Regions from separate parts of the Sus scrofa genome. Here region 1 is linked to region 2. Evidence: chromatin contacts called from public HiChIP or PLAC-seq data. All regions are on one chromosome and are shown on one strand. Each heading gives the region's core, a stretch centred on a gene start, on an enhancer-like site or on the middle of the called end of the contact. The rest is flanking DNA. Distances are from core to core; before and after follow the strand shown.

What was found. HiChIP or PLAC-seq counts read pairs in DNA pulled down with a chosen protein or histone mark.
Region 1: a contact with region 2 is called in an H3K27ac HiChIP or PLAC-seq map of alveolar macrophages. The contact joins the promoter of NARFL here to the promoter of PIGQ in region 2. A contact is called at or near these places in 1 of 5 promoter capture datasets (liver), 3 of 47 Hi-C or Micro-C datasets (alveolar macrophages, blood and liver) and 1 of 2 datasets of contacts at active chromatin or transcription factors (alveolar macrophages).

The regions. Positions count from the first base shown.
Region 1 is chr3:41,038,190-41,045,520 of Sscrofa11.1, forward strand. NARFL (cytosolic Fe-S cluster assembly factor NARFL) reads left to right here and starts at 4,483. Exons shown (of 11, transcript XM_013995763.2): 1 at 4,483-4,612; 2 at 5,536-5,631; 3 at 7,267-7,331. The coding sequence starts at 4,547.
Region 2 is chr3:41,171,788-41,178,812 of Sscrofa11.1, forward strand. It overlaps PIGQ (phosphatidylinositol N-acetylglucosaminyltransferase subunit Q), which reads right to left and starts at 5,666. Exons shown (of 10, transcript XM_021086906.1): 1 at 5,567-5,666; 2 at 1,050-1,748. The coding sequence starts at 1,738.

The DNA of each region.
Region 1 (7,331 bases), core at 3,233-5,732, 130 kb before region 2:
TACCAGAGACCAGAGCTGGGGCAGCAGCAGGGGCCCCCCGACCCCATGCCGACGGGGGTGACTAGGTGGGTCCTGTGGACCAAGGGGACCCTGACCGCGTGAGCTGCACCCTGGACACACCTGCTCCTACATCCAGCCACGAGCAGCCCCGCTTCTGCCCCATCTCTTGAGGAGCCTTCATCCACGACAAAGTTCACCCCAAAGATGACGCAGTAAATGTCCTGAGAGCGTATTTAAGAAAACCTTCAATTTATTTTGGAAACGGCAAAATACCTGCTACTCGTCCCCACCCGGGGTCACTTCATTCCCTCCGCACACAGGCTGTCTGCCTCGGACACACAGCTGCTGGCCCAGCCCTGGACTGGCGGTCCTCGGCTCGGGCGGCCCCTCCATCCCACTGGTTCCCCTGAGGGCCGGCCAGGCCCTGGGGGAGGGGGGCTACCGCCTGGTGAGACGCACCCCATTGTTCAGCTGTCCTGGGACCCCCGAGAGTCTCACAAAAAATCGGACTTGTCCTGCGGGAGACTCCGTGGTGAAGCCTCAGATGTTTTTTGAGAGGGAGGCACCTCACTTGGAAAAAGAGTCTTTGCAGGTGTCATGAAGCTACAGCTCTCCCGAGAAGAGCGTTCTGGATCAGGGCAGCCCTAAATCCAAGGCTGCATCCTTATGGGATGAGAGAGGGAAGAAGACACACAGGAGCCGCGGGACCGTGGAGCCCGCAGGGACTTGGCCCAGCCCAGGGACGCCTGGCGCCCCCAGAGGCTGGAGGAGGCAGGAAGCCCTTGGAGGGGGCGAGGGGGTGCTCACACCGCAATTGCAGCCTTCCAGCCCCCAGAACCACATGAGAATCGCTTCTGCTGCTTTAAGCCTCCGGCCGCGGTTCTGCTCCAGCAGCCGCACGACAACAGGGGGTCCGACTCCTGACAGGGTGGCACTCAGGCCAAGCTGCCGGAGGGCCAGCAGCTTGTCACACCTCAGGAGAAAGCCCCCCTACTCCCATCGGAGGGCAATGGGCATGGTCCACTGTGGGCACGTCCAGAGCAGAGGCTGGGAGGGTGCCTGCTCCAGTTCAGAGAAAGGGGGGCCCACCGGCCCCAGCGTCAGGGCAGCTGCATGGGCTGACCGGCCTGGCCTCCGGGCCTCGGCCCCGCGCCGTGGCCTCCCCCGGCCCTCTCGGTCCCCTGTGTGTGTAGACTCTGCACTGCGCATGGGCCGGTAAGGACAATGATGAAACCACCTGCAAAACGTGAGAGCAGGTGGCGGCGGTGAGGTGTGAGGTTGGCACAAGAGCCCAGGTCTCTAGGGACGTGGCTGTGAGTCATTAAAAGACCCTCAAGGGGCTGAGAAGTCCCCGCTCCTGGCTCCACCCACAGCAGGCAGAAGAAGGCCTGCCCTCAGCTGGGGCGGAGTGTGTGTGTGTGTGTGTGTCAGAAACCTCCTGCTCAGACGTCTTTTTGTCTTTTTAAGGCCGCATCTGAGGCACATGGAGGTTCCCAAGCTGAATGAGAGCTGCAGCTGCCCGCCTAGGCCACAGACACGGCAACGCCAGATCCAAATCCAAGCTGCGTCGGCAACCTACGGCACAGCTCACGGCAAAGCCGGATCCTTAACCCACTGAGCCAGGCCAGTGGACCCCGAGTCCTCATGGATACTGGCTGAGCCGCAACGGGAACTTCCCCTGCTGAGATGGTTTTAAACCAGAAACTGGCTCTGGCAGTTACCCCGGCACTCCCACAAGGGCAGTGGAACGACAGCCTGCAACTGGGCAGACCAGGGTGTACTTACCGCCTGAGTCTCTGAGGGTCGCCTTGGGGCGGCTAGTCTGAGTGGCAGGCTCCAGTCCCCTTCGTTTTTTTTTTTTTTTCCCCCAATAGTTTTACTGAGACATAAATTCACATACCGGAAGTTTCCTCGTGGTGCAGCAGGTTGAGGATCCAGCGTTGCCGCCCCAGCTGCAGCACAGGCCGAAATGCCGTGCAGCTTCACTCCCAGGAAGCGGCCCAGCAACTTCCACTTGCTGTGGGTGGAGCCAAAAACAAGTAAATTCACACACCACACAATTTGCCCAGTGAAAGTCCACAACTCAAGAGTTTTTAACATATCACATTATTGAGTTTGCAATGTGATAACGTGCTGCATTATTTTGTTATAATACACATAACCAAGTTTGCCACTGTAACTATGTTTAAGCATATGACTCAGTGGCAGGAGTTACATTCACGGTGGGTTCCTTTTTTTTGGTCTTTTGACGGCCGCACCCGTGGCATATGGAGGTTCCCAGGCTAGGGGTCAAAAAGGAGCTGCAGCCACAGTCTATGCCGCAGCCACGCGGAATTCACGCTGCATCTGCGACCTACCCCACAGCTCACGGCAACGCTGGATCCTCAACCCACTGAGCGAGGCCAGAGATTGAAGCTGCAACCTCATGGTTCCTCGTCGGCTGCGTTTACGCTGCACCACAATGGGAACTCCTCTAAAATGTTTTCATCACCCCAGACTGAAACCCTCTTCCCGAGGCCCCGGTTGCCTCTGATCTACTCTCCTTTCCCACGGATTTGCCTGTTTCCCACTTTTCACAAGAGCAGAGTGACACGAACGGTGCTGTGTCTGGCTCCCTCCCTGAGCCCAGCGTCGAGATCCGTCTAGGTTGCAGCGGGTTAGTGCTTCATCCTCCTGCAGCCGCGTGGCCGTCCGTGGCCCGGGTGGGGCCATGTTCCTTTAAGCACATCAGCGGACGGGCCTTCGACCTGTTTCCATCTTCGACTCGCCCCCACCTTTGCTCCACGGACTCTGGGCAAAGATGGAAACTGCCCTGCACATCTAAACAGCAAACCTCCCTCCAGCATGAGAAGAACCAGCCTTTGTCCCCCAGCCTCAGCCAGAGGTCCCTCTGCTATAAACCCTACCCGTCACCCCGGCCTAACTGACCCTAACAGCACTTACTCTTCTCACACATTTCTTGTAAACTTCCTCCGGGGCGTTTCAACAAAGCTGAGTTTATTTTGCACTTTGTCTGTTTACGAGCAAGACTGTTGAGGTTTCAGGCATCATGTCCCAGACCTTCATCAGACACTGCTAGGGTCGGGGATGCGGGGGCCTGGAAGCTCCTGGGGCAAGCTCCTCTCACTACCGAGAAGAAGTTTCCTGTCCTGGGAGGTGCTCCAGGAGGCAGTGCCTCAGGCCTCTGGACCCCAGTTAACCCACAGGCAGGTTGGGAGTTGCCAGGTGAAGCCTACCTCAGGACAATAACCCCAAGAAGAGCACAGGCCGGGAGGGACCCCCCCCTCCCCAAACGTGACATTATGCTCAGCGAATATTCTGGGGTTGAGCCTGCCAGGACAGCGTCACGCCGGGGTACACGTAGGGCCTGGGGCTGTGCCAGAATCGACCACTGGAGTTTTCTGGAAAGCTCCCATAAAAAATGGTCATTAAATGTTGGAGTTCCTATCGTGGATCAGTGGTTAACAAATCGGACTAGGAACCATGAGATTGCAGGTTTGATTCCCAGCCTTGCTCGGTGGGTTAAGGATCTGGTGTTGCCGCCGCCTGTGGTGTAGGTCGCAGACGCGGCTCAGATCCCAAGCTGCTGTGGCCACGGCATAGGCCAGCAGTTACAGCTCTGATTAGACCCCTAGCCTGGGAACCTCCATATGCCGCGGGTGCCACCCTAGAAAAAGACCAAAAAAAAAAAAAAAAGTACATACCGAGTCTAGCCAGCAGAGGTCCTGTGTCAGAACCTGTGTCATAAAACTCACAGGGAAATGAAGTTTTCTCAAGCTGGTCTCCAAAATAACCGCGAGCTCCCTCCTAGAACCCCAAGGCTCTGCACTCAGCTGCAGCATCGGAAAGAAAGACGGGGAGTTCCCGTCGTGGCGCAGTGATTAACGAATCCGACTAGGAACCATGAGGTTGTGGGTTCGGTCCCTGCCCTTGCTCAGTGGGTTAAGGATCTGGCGTTGCCGTGAGCTGTGGTTAGGTTGCAGACGCGGCTCGGATCCCGCGTTGCTGTGGCTCTGGCGTAGGCCGGTGGCTACAGCTCCGATTCAACCCCTAGCCTGGGAACCTCCATATGCCGCGGGAGCGGCCCAAGAAATAGCAACAACAACAAAAGACAAAAAAAAAAAAAAAAGGAAAGAAAGACGGCCCATCCGCGTCATTCTCATTTTCCTCTACCGAAGTCGCGCACTCCTGCGTGGCAGGCGCTCTTCTACGTTCTTGGGCTGCGTCCGGAACCAAATAAAGCAAGTCTGCTGCCTCTGCAAAATCCTAGGGCGGAGAAGGAGGGGGCGGGCGGGCTGCACACCTGCCTGGCAGGTGAGTCTGGAACCGCGACGGAGGCCCCCCTTTTCCGCGCAGCACCTCCGCCGGCGCGGAGTGAGATGCCCAGACCCCCCAGCAGGGGGCGCGCGCCTACCGGGCGCCCAGCCACTAGGCCATTCGCGCTTGCGCCTGGCGGGCGCTTTCCGGTAGCGTGGCGGAACCGCCTCGCCGTTTTTGCAGCGTTTGGCGACGCCTGCGCGCGGTGACCCGACGGCAGTGTGGCGCCATGGCGTCGCCCTTCAGCGGGGCCGTGCAGCTGACGGACCTGGACGATTTCATCGCGCCGTCTCAGGTGGGCGGGCCGGGCAGCGGGGAGCTCGGCATCGGGGTCGCGGGGCCGCACAGCCCAGGGGCGATCGCGTCCTTTTCCCGGGCGGGCACAGCAGCCGGTGCCACCCAGCTCAGGGCCCGGAAGACCCTGCTGACCTTCTCTGGCCGGTTTCTTGCGTGTGAACACTGCAAGGGCGGAGGTGGTGGCCCACTGGAGTCACCGCGGTGGTGGTCGTCGGTGTCACCTTCGGGGAGGAAGCTAGAGCTTGCCGCCAAAGGCACAAGGCAGCTGCGCTTGATAGCCGGCCGCCCTCATAGGGTGTCCGCGCTTATCGATGCCACCAGCCGCGCAGGACCAGGCCTCCAGAGGGCCGATGAGTCCCCGGAGGAGGAGCGGGTGCGGCTGGTTCCAACCAGCGGCAGGGGGGAGCTCGGACAGGCCTGCTAAGGCGCTCTGGGGCTGGCCCTCTTTTGGAAGGTGAGGCCAGTGAGGTTCTCCCGGTGATGAGAGAGACAGAACTCAAGGAGTTGGGGAGAGAAGGGAGCCTTTTTCCGGGAACTGGGCGGGCAGGTGATGTCCAAGCAGAGCATTCCTGCCCACCCTTGGCTGGCTCTCAGCAGCCAGTGGCCCTCTGGGCGGTGCCACGCATCGAGTTTTTGCTGAGGAAGGGTCAGGGTCAGGGTTGGTGTCTGCACACAGGTTAGCATGCAGGCCCCCGTCGCACTTCCTCCATCTACTGTGACCTGCCGAGGAACCCCGGCAGGCAGGGTGACTGGACCAGTGGGAGTAGGGTAAGCAGCCATAGCGCTAATTCGGCGGCTGCAGCAGGAAGACGGGAATTGGGGCAGACCCTTCATCCCAGGCAGCGGTGTGGCCATCGGGTCGGCCCTCTTCCCATGCCTCCGTGCACTCAGGCCGGTCTTTGGGGTCTCTTACTGGTACAGGACTGCATCAAGCCCGTGAAGGTGGATAAGAAGCTGGGAAGCAGCGGGGCCAAGATCTACATCGAAGATGATGGGAATTACTTCCAAGTCAGTGCGGTAGGTTCCAGCTCGGCTGACCTGACACACATCTCACTGCTCTGTCCAGCAACAAGCACAGGGACCATGGGCCTCCCATACCTGGACAGTTCTTTCTCACTGATCGGATTCACTGACAGCTGGGGAGTCTGGGAGAGCAGGGAGGGAAGCCTGGGGCGGTGAGGGGGCCACAGAGGCTGAACACAGAGTTTGATTGGTTCTGCAGAGGAAGCTCTTTTGGCAGAGATGTCCCCGTGTCCCGTTCTCTCTCTCCGAGCTCTGTGTGAGGTCTCTGGGTCCAGACCACCTGTTCTCTCACACCTTTAAAGGTTTTCAGACGTCAGCAGTGCCGACATGTACCCCGATTGTGTGCCATCTGGACCCTCGAGAATGTCTATGGATGGCAGGCGCCAGGCGCACAGGCCCAGGGACACCCTGCCCCCACGCAGGGGAGGGGACACAGGATGGCTCACAGTGGGGCCAGGCAGCGGGATCCCGCGTTCCCAGATCCAGGCGCATCGCGTCGGGTCTAGGAGAGCGACCCAGCAGCAAGCCAGGGGCAGCCCAGAGCTGCTGGGCTTAAAGGGGAGAGAAGCTGAAAGCACAACAGCCTCCTGGTCAGCAGAGCATCACAGCCTGGCCTTCAGGCTGCCTGGACTTGGAAAACGGTAGCTTTGGGGCCAAGTGAGGCCTAGTGAGCTGGGCCGGAAGGGAGTTCTGGTCTCTTCAGCGCCCTGGTCACCTTCTGGGTCCTGAAGCGTACCTGGCCAGACCACTTCTGTGTGGGCAGAGGGGATGAAGGGGCCCCGCTGGGATCAGCTGCATCTCCGAAGAGGCTGGGGACTGCCTGGCAATCTTTTGTCTTTTTATGGCCACACCCGAGGCATATGGAGTTTCCCAGGCTAGGGGTGTAATTGGAGCTACAGCTGCTGGTCTCCACCAGAGCCACAGCAACGCCAATCCCAGCCTCATCTGCGACCCACACCCCAGCTCACGGCAACGCCGGATCCTTAACCCAGTGACAGAGGCCAGGGATCGAACCTGAGTCCTCGTGGATGCTAGTTGGATTCGTTTCCGCTGCGCCACGGCGGGAGCGCCTGTCTGTGGAGTCGGACTGGCCCACTTGTCTCTGCTGCTTCTCCTCTGCCAGCGCTGGGGCCTGGGGCGCAGGCGCCCGCCGTCGCCTCCCTCTGCCCCGTTCCTGTCCTTCTGTCCTTTCTTCCTTCATCTGCACTCTTGCTTTGCTCTTCCATCTTCGAGGGCCTGGCCGGTGGCATTTCCTTGTCCCCACAGCCCCATGAGTGCAGCTGGGGGACCAACAGCCATCAGGACTTCTGTGATGTGTCAGCTGCCTCTGCAGATTTAACACCTGTCTCCCACCCCTCACGGGCAGCACACCTCTTTGATCCGATCGGCTGGGCCAGCCACGTCCGTACCGGTTCGACTTTGGTGCCACGGGGAAAACCTAGAGTGTGTAGCGGTGTTTCCGTGAGAAATATTTTCCGATAACTCCTGGCGTGTAAAGCCAGCCACCTAGCACGTTGGTTGTCAGTGCTGTGAGCCAGAGGATAAGGGTTTCCTGTGGGTCCCATCACCCTGAGAGCTCCGTGTCCTCACGCCGAGGGGCCTCGGGGTCCCGGCTTCTCGTGCTTCCAGGACGGAGGGACGAGGAAGCTGGAGAAGGCCAAGATCTCACTGGATGACTGCCTGGCGTGCAGCGG
Region 2 (7,025 bases), core at 4,416-6,915:
CGCGGACGGCGGCCTCGCAGGGGCGCCCCAGGCAGGGGTCTCCCCGGGCTCAGACCAGCCCTGGGCGGCTCCCCTGGGCTTCGCTCGTAACTGCGCCAACGACACGGCACCTGCCTGGGGGCTCGTCAGGATCCACGGTTCACACGCAGCTCCCAGCCTTTCCTGGGCCCTTTGAAAGCTGAGAAAAGCATAGGACCTTCTCCCCCCGAAGCTGCACTCAGGCCCAGAGCACCTGTCCCACAACTCCCTCCACGGGCGTCCTGAAGCTCCGAAACCACCCCCAACCCGTCAAGCGCCCAGCAGCCACACAACCCAAGGTGCTGTCCACACACAGCTGCTGAGGTCTCTGGGGGGGACGGGCCACGTGCTCCCAGACCCTCCCTGAGCAGGCAGGGCCAGTCCCCAAACCTGTCACCAGCACCCTAAGACCTGAGGACGTAGCACAGCTGCGCCCCCAGGTGGCGGCACGGGGAGGTGGCTTCCCGCAGAGGGCCCGCACCCAGCATCCCCAGGGCCCGCGGGGGCTTTTCCAAACCCCCCCAGCCAGGAGTGTTCTGGAGCTCCAAGAGCAGCTGAGGCTGTGCGGCACCCAGACCTACAGCTGACCGTGAGTGGGTACTGCCCCCCGTGGCTCTCCCACAAGGGCCGGGGCTCCCAGAGGCGGTGGGCCTGTATGCAGGACAGTGGCCCCTGGGCAGGGACAGCTTGGGTCTGGTGGCCATCTCATTTACCCTTCAGGGGCCTGAGCTGTGTGAGGGTCACTTCCTGCCCCTTCCTGGTGTTCCCATGCAGCTCTGAGGCTGCCAGGAAGCCTGGTTGTGCCATGGGAGCGAGGGGCACAGCACAGCTGTGCTCCCAGGGTGCGCTCTGAGCTGTCAGCGAGAAGGGAGCGGGGGATCGGGGCCTGGGTGCAAAGGGCAGCCGGGAGCCTCCAAAGGGCCTGCCTGGGCCTCCGGGATCTTCACAGCAAGGGGCAGGCCGAGCCCTCAGAGCCCTGGCTCTCCGCCCGCCCCCCGCCTCCCACCCCCCACCCTCCCAGGAGCACCTACCGACAGGCACTGGCAGCTGAGATGAGTGACAGCAAAGAGGCCAGCAGCAGGCAGACGGGCCCCGCCGCCCACTTGGCCAGCTCCACGAGGATGCTGGCCTCCACGCCCTCCGACTGCCAGTGGCTCAGCCGCACAGGGCCCTCACCGAACCGGTCACTTTGGAAGAGCGGCTCGCTGCGTGCCACCGTGTCGAAGACGGCAGCCAGGTCCCCCACGCTGGCCGGGGCGTCTCCGGCCTGGCGGTCCAGCAGCACGGCGGGAGGGTGCAGCTGGGACAGCAGCACCTTGCGCTGGTCGTAGAAGATGAGCATGATCTGGTCCTCGCCGGGGGCGGCAGGGCCGGGGGGTGCCTGCCAGCGGGTGGCCTTACAGCTCCAGAGCTTGCTGCCCGGCTCCCGGCACAGCTGGAGCCAGGGCTCGTGGGAGAAGATCGCGCCCAGGCCCTCCAGGAAGTGGCCCAGGCTCTCCTCCGGCTCCTGCCGGCGGTGGCACCAGGTGCCCAGCACGGCCAGGCCCACCCGACCGGCCTGCTGCACCTGCGCCAGAAGCTCCTTGACTTGGATGGGGATGAAGGGAAAGTGCACCACGGCCAGGACCACGGCACTGCTCTGCTCAGGGACCCACCGTCCAACCAGGAGGCCGCTGTCCGCCGAGGCGCAGCACGTGGGGAAGAAGGCCTTGAGTACCATGCTGGGGACGCTGGAAGAGAGGGGGGAGGGCTCCGCTCAGAGCTGCCGCCGCCGCCGCCACTGTGCCGCAAGCACCACGGGCTGGCTGGCAGCGCCCGACCTGTGGGCCCTGGCCCACATGTGGCCCAGTCGGCCCTGACAGACACATCCACTGGCCGCTGGGCCCACAGGTCGGGGTGACCCAGCTTTGGGTCTGGTCACAAGGCTGGTGGGGAGGCCCGGCTGTCCGTCTTCGGCCCAGGCTGCTCCCACCCCACCCTGAGGCAGGGGCACACGTCCCCCTTCAGAGCCGAGCAAGCTGGGGGGGGGCACTGCACAGAGCTGGGCACAAGGGTGCAATTTTTGTTTTTAAGGACCTGATGACAGTTCTTTGCATACACATAGAAAAACGTACGATCTCATGAACAACTAATGTAAATTAAAAATCTAACAAACCTTGATTTTCTAAGTTAGCGAGAACAAAGACGAAAAATTAAATGGCTGCTGAGCTGAAGGAAATGAGGCAGGGCACCGGCACTGGCAGCTGGCTCTGGCACAGGCGGGCCCAGAAGATGCCTGGGGGCAGGCCTGATGCCCCAGGGAGCCCGCACCCTCCCCCGGGGAGCCTCAGCGCCCAGGGCACAGGCCAGCTGCCTAGGGTTTTCTCTACGACCACCAGACCACTGGAGCCTCCAGCACTCAGCTCTGCCCCCCCTCCCTGGAGCCCCGCCCTCCTCTAGGACCCACTCCCCTGACCAAGGAGGGGTCTAGAAGTTCTCCCACCAGGGGAACAGCAGAGGGGACGCCAGCCTTCCCAGCCTTACAGGACCTCCAACTAGCCTTGGGGAACAGGGGACAGAGTAGGACACACATGTTGAGGACATGCCTTTCCTGAGGGTTAGAGCAGTCTGGGAGGGGCAACAGGTGCAGCTGCTTTCCTCCCGCCAGGTAGTCAGGGCACAGCTGAAGGGGGAGGCCTCTCCCACCTGTGGGTTCTGAATGGAAAGGGTCCCCTGAGTCAACCAGCAGCCAGGCTTCCAAATGCCCCTCTGCCCAGAGACCAGAGAGGGCCAGCCACGCGAGTGTCTCCAGGAGAAAGTCTCTGTGGCCATCAGCAAGGACCAGCTGGCCTTCCTGACCCTTCTGAGGGGCACTGTGAGGACAGAGCCGTTCTGCCTTAGGGTCCTGGCACATCTGGTTGGGTGACCACCTGGGGGACCAGCCAGCCTGGTCCAAGCCTCTCAGCACCAGCCCATCGGACACACCAGCTCAGCCAAATGACAGCATCACACCCTGCCTGGGACTCCTTTCACAGGACCTAAGGAAAACTGCCCGTAGCCGATGTCAGAAACTGAACACAACTGGTGGGAGGGAGTTCCCTGGGGTCTAGCGGTGAAGACCTGGAGCTTTCACTGCTGCGGCCTGGGTTCTGTTCCCGGCCTGGGAACTGAGATCACATCAAGCTGCTGCAGGCCACGGGCAAAAGAGCGAGCAGGGGCTCTGGGGGAAGTGGGCTACACACTGAGTTCACTTTCAGAAAATTCATTGAGCTGTACCTGTAGGTGCACTTTCTTTGTGTGTTTTATGCTTCATCTACAAACTTTTCCCAAAAAAAGCTCCTCTTGTCTAGGGAAGAGCAGAGAGCAAAGGGTGGTGTTCCCGTCCGTGGGGCAGAGAGAGCGCTCTTCTCTTAAATCATGGGGCAAGCTTCCATCCCCACCCCGCCTCAGCCTCTGGGCGGGACCAGCACAAAGAAGGCTCTCAGATCAGACCGCCAGGAAAAGATGAAAGAGCAGGCAATCGATAGCAGAGGTGCAGACGGGAGGGAGCAGGCAGCAACCCCGCGCCTCGAACATCTTTAAAGACTGTGCACAAGCCTGGGAAAGCTGCCTCTGTTAAGAATGACGGTCTGTCCTCTGGGACCCGGCCCGTTCCAGATCCGTTGGGGAAGGCCAATGCGGGCATGCCCGGCGCCTGGCAAGCTCAACTCAGTAGCCTACCTCATGAGGCTGAAGGCCTCCCACCTCTGCGCGAGTGGATCCAGGGCAAAAGCCCAGTTACAACCAGCCAGGGACGTCTCTAGCCCTCCCCTGTGGAGACTCGCGCTCCTCAAGAGCTCACAAGATCCGTTCTTACTCTATGTGTTTGTGTTTAGAACACAACAAGCGTTCAGTAAACAGTGCTTTTCTTCTCTCATTTCAGAAGAAGAGACACGAATCTAGGGCTCTGGGTTTTGCCCTTTACTGCAGTCAGGGACAGCTGTAAAGTGCTGACAGCCGGTTCCAATGACCCTGAATGCCCTTCCAAAGAGTCCACAGCGGGAACCAGGTTGGGCCAGAGGGACCCGGCTGGCCTCCCTTCACCCCACAGGGCCGGGACCAGATTCCTCGCCAGGGCACCCACGCCGCCCCGCCGCAAACGCGGGGCTTGGCGGACGGGCCCCAGGAGGACCCGGCGGGGCCTCACCGCCCTCCCAAGTCTCAAGCCCGCCCTGGCCGGCAGCGTCCCTATTTTACAAATGAGGAAACAGAAGCTCCGAGAAGCAGGAGGCCAGCGCGGCTCCGGAGACCCTCGGGCTCCCGGGTCTGTCGGGCGGCGCGGCGGGAGTCGGGACCACAGGCCGGCGGGGGCAGCTCCCCAAGGTCGCGCCGCAGGACGCTGGCCCGCCCCCTGAGTGCTCACCGGCTGCTCCCCGGGGCCGCCCCCTCGGGCGGCAGGGTCGGGATGGGGTTGGGGACAACGACGGGTGGGCCCGGGCGGACGACGGCGCTCACGGCCCCCAGCCCCGCCGCGGCCGTGCCGCGGGACAGGAGCCCCATTTCCGCCCGCTCCCGGCGTTGCCGCGCTACGGTCCGTCCCCAAATGTGCCCGGGCTGCCCGCCGGCCTCACGCACAAGCGTTCCCCGCATGCAACGTTCCGGACCCTCGAGCCAGTGTGGCCAGAATGACTCCCTTGTTGCCATAGCGTCCCCGTCTGCCCGACCCACGCCGCGCACCTTGGTCCTCCTCACGCTCTGTGCACAAAGCCCTTGTCCCACCTCCAGCCTACCCACAGTGTCCCCAACACCCCTGCCTTCCAGTCATCCACCTTGCCGCAGCCACCAAACCTCTCTCCCATCCCGAGTTTCCTCGTCTGGGGACCCATTAGACCTGACAAATGAGGATCCCCGCCCTCTCCTTGCCCCCCACCATCCAGGTGAAAGGACCCCAAGTCCTGGGTGGGATCTCCCGGCTCCCCTCTCCCAGCATCCTGGTTCCTGCAGGGGCCACGTGAGCTTGGAGGGCCAGCCCAGAGGCTGAAGCCATCCGATCTGATGGCCCCTCCTGCTCCAGGGAAAAATACCCCCAACACCAGCAGCAGCAACTAATGTTTACTGAGAACCGGCAACAGAACTTTCCACACTGACCCGCTAACCCACCGCCACCTCCGCAGAGCCGGAACATATAGGCGGGACCTTGTCAGGCAATGGCCCAAACCACAGACCCCTAAACCACAGTCCTTGTGAGAGGCAGAAGCATCCCTCACCAGCCGCCCGGGCAGGACTAGGCACTGTCCCCTCCCCCTGAAGACCCCCTCACTGGAACTGGGAGCAAGGCTGGGCCCCAGACTCAGAGTAACCCCGCACCTGCCCGCCCCTCCGGGCCTCCTGTTCCTGCTGTTTTTCAGCAGCAGGAGTCTGTCCTCACAAGAACTGTCCCCATGCCCTTGCAGCCTCGTTTGCGGAGGAGGAAACGACGGCTCAGACAGCCTCCTGTGGGAGAAGACGCCCAGGAGCCTGGAGGTTCACAGCTCAGCCACGTGACAGCCCAGGGCGCCTCCAGGGCAGCCCCTCTTCTGCCCCCCCTTACCTCGGCTGAGGCCAGAGAAGCTGCAGGAGGCTCAGAACCTGGGGCGCCTCTGAAAATGGGGGACTGTGAGGGGCCGCGCCCCTTCCCAGACTGCCCTGATGAGCCCAGCCCAGCCACACCCTCCCCGCCGGCTTCTGTCTGATTAGGAGGCAGGGGCTGCGGCGCCAGCGGGAGATCCTGCCTGGGGGAGGGCTGGCAGCTGGCCCAACTCTCCAGAGATCCCCAGGCTTCAGCTGCTGGCCCCGAAGGGCAGGCCTCCTGGGCCCTGGGGGCTGGGAGGCAGGTGATCCCGGCTGCCGAGCAGGACTGAATCCTCGCCCAGAGGAGGACAGGGGCCAGTGCAGGGCTCGGCACAGCAGCGCTCAGGAGGGTCAGCAAACGTGCAGGGTCAGGAAGGCATGGCCAGCACCCGCCTACCCTGAACTTTCCCCCACCGTGGTCCTGGCTGGAGCACGCACGGTCAGGGGCTACCCCCGTCCAAGCCCGCCTGGTCAGGCCAGCTCCAAGCAGTGCAGGTACGCTCTGAGGCAGCCATCCTCGGGGGGGGGGGCACAGGCCACACCCAGGGGCCCCCCAGTCCCTCGGACACCAGCCAGAGGGACACCCAGGCCCAGGAAAACAGGATCACCAGCACCTCTGCTCGTCTGCCACAGTGACACTGCTGCTGCATGGGTGCCCACGCCCACCAGGCTGCCAAAGTGGAGCCCACTCAGGTCCCCCAGGGAGCCCAGGGGCTGGCGGGCACTGACAAACAACTGCATGTCCCCAAACTCTTCACTGAGCAGGGACCCCCCCCCCAGGCCCAACATGGAGGTGGGGGCCAGCGGCTCCAGGGCAGGGTCCAGTGTTAAGCTGTGCCCCACCCCAAGAATGTAGTCTGTCACCAAGAGGTGGCCAAAATCATCCACAGCCAGCTCCTGGGGGGGCCCAGAAGGTGCCCACTGTCGCCCAGCGGCTGTGAGGGGCTCGGGCAGTAGGCTGCAGCACGCGGACAGCCCCACGAGCGAGATCACTGACCACCACGAGCCCAGCGGCTGTCACAGCCACATGGTCTGGCACGGAGGCCCCAGCCCCCAGCACATGGCAGGACAGGTGGCAGCAGGAGCGTCCCTCGAGGTCCAGCACGTGGACACAGGGTGCGTTTGCGCCGTCAGGAAGAGCAGGTCATCTGGAGAGCAGTGCAGACCCCGGGGCCCCCCTGACCGCCCTGAGGGGACCGGGATCCGTCCAGCAGCCGGGGGGTGGGGTGGGGGTCCAGGCAGGTCCAGTGCGAGGTTTGGGAGGCGGGTGCGCTGGCGGGGGAGGCCCAGGAGCCTGGAGAGCTGGTGGGTGGGTGGCCGGGCCTCTCCGAGCTGGTGCTGCACGGACCCACGTTTGGGGCGCAATACAAAGAGCACCCCACCGGGTGCCGAGAAGCGCCTCACGGTCCCCGCGCCCTTCCCGGCAGCGCCGGCGGCCT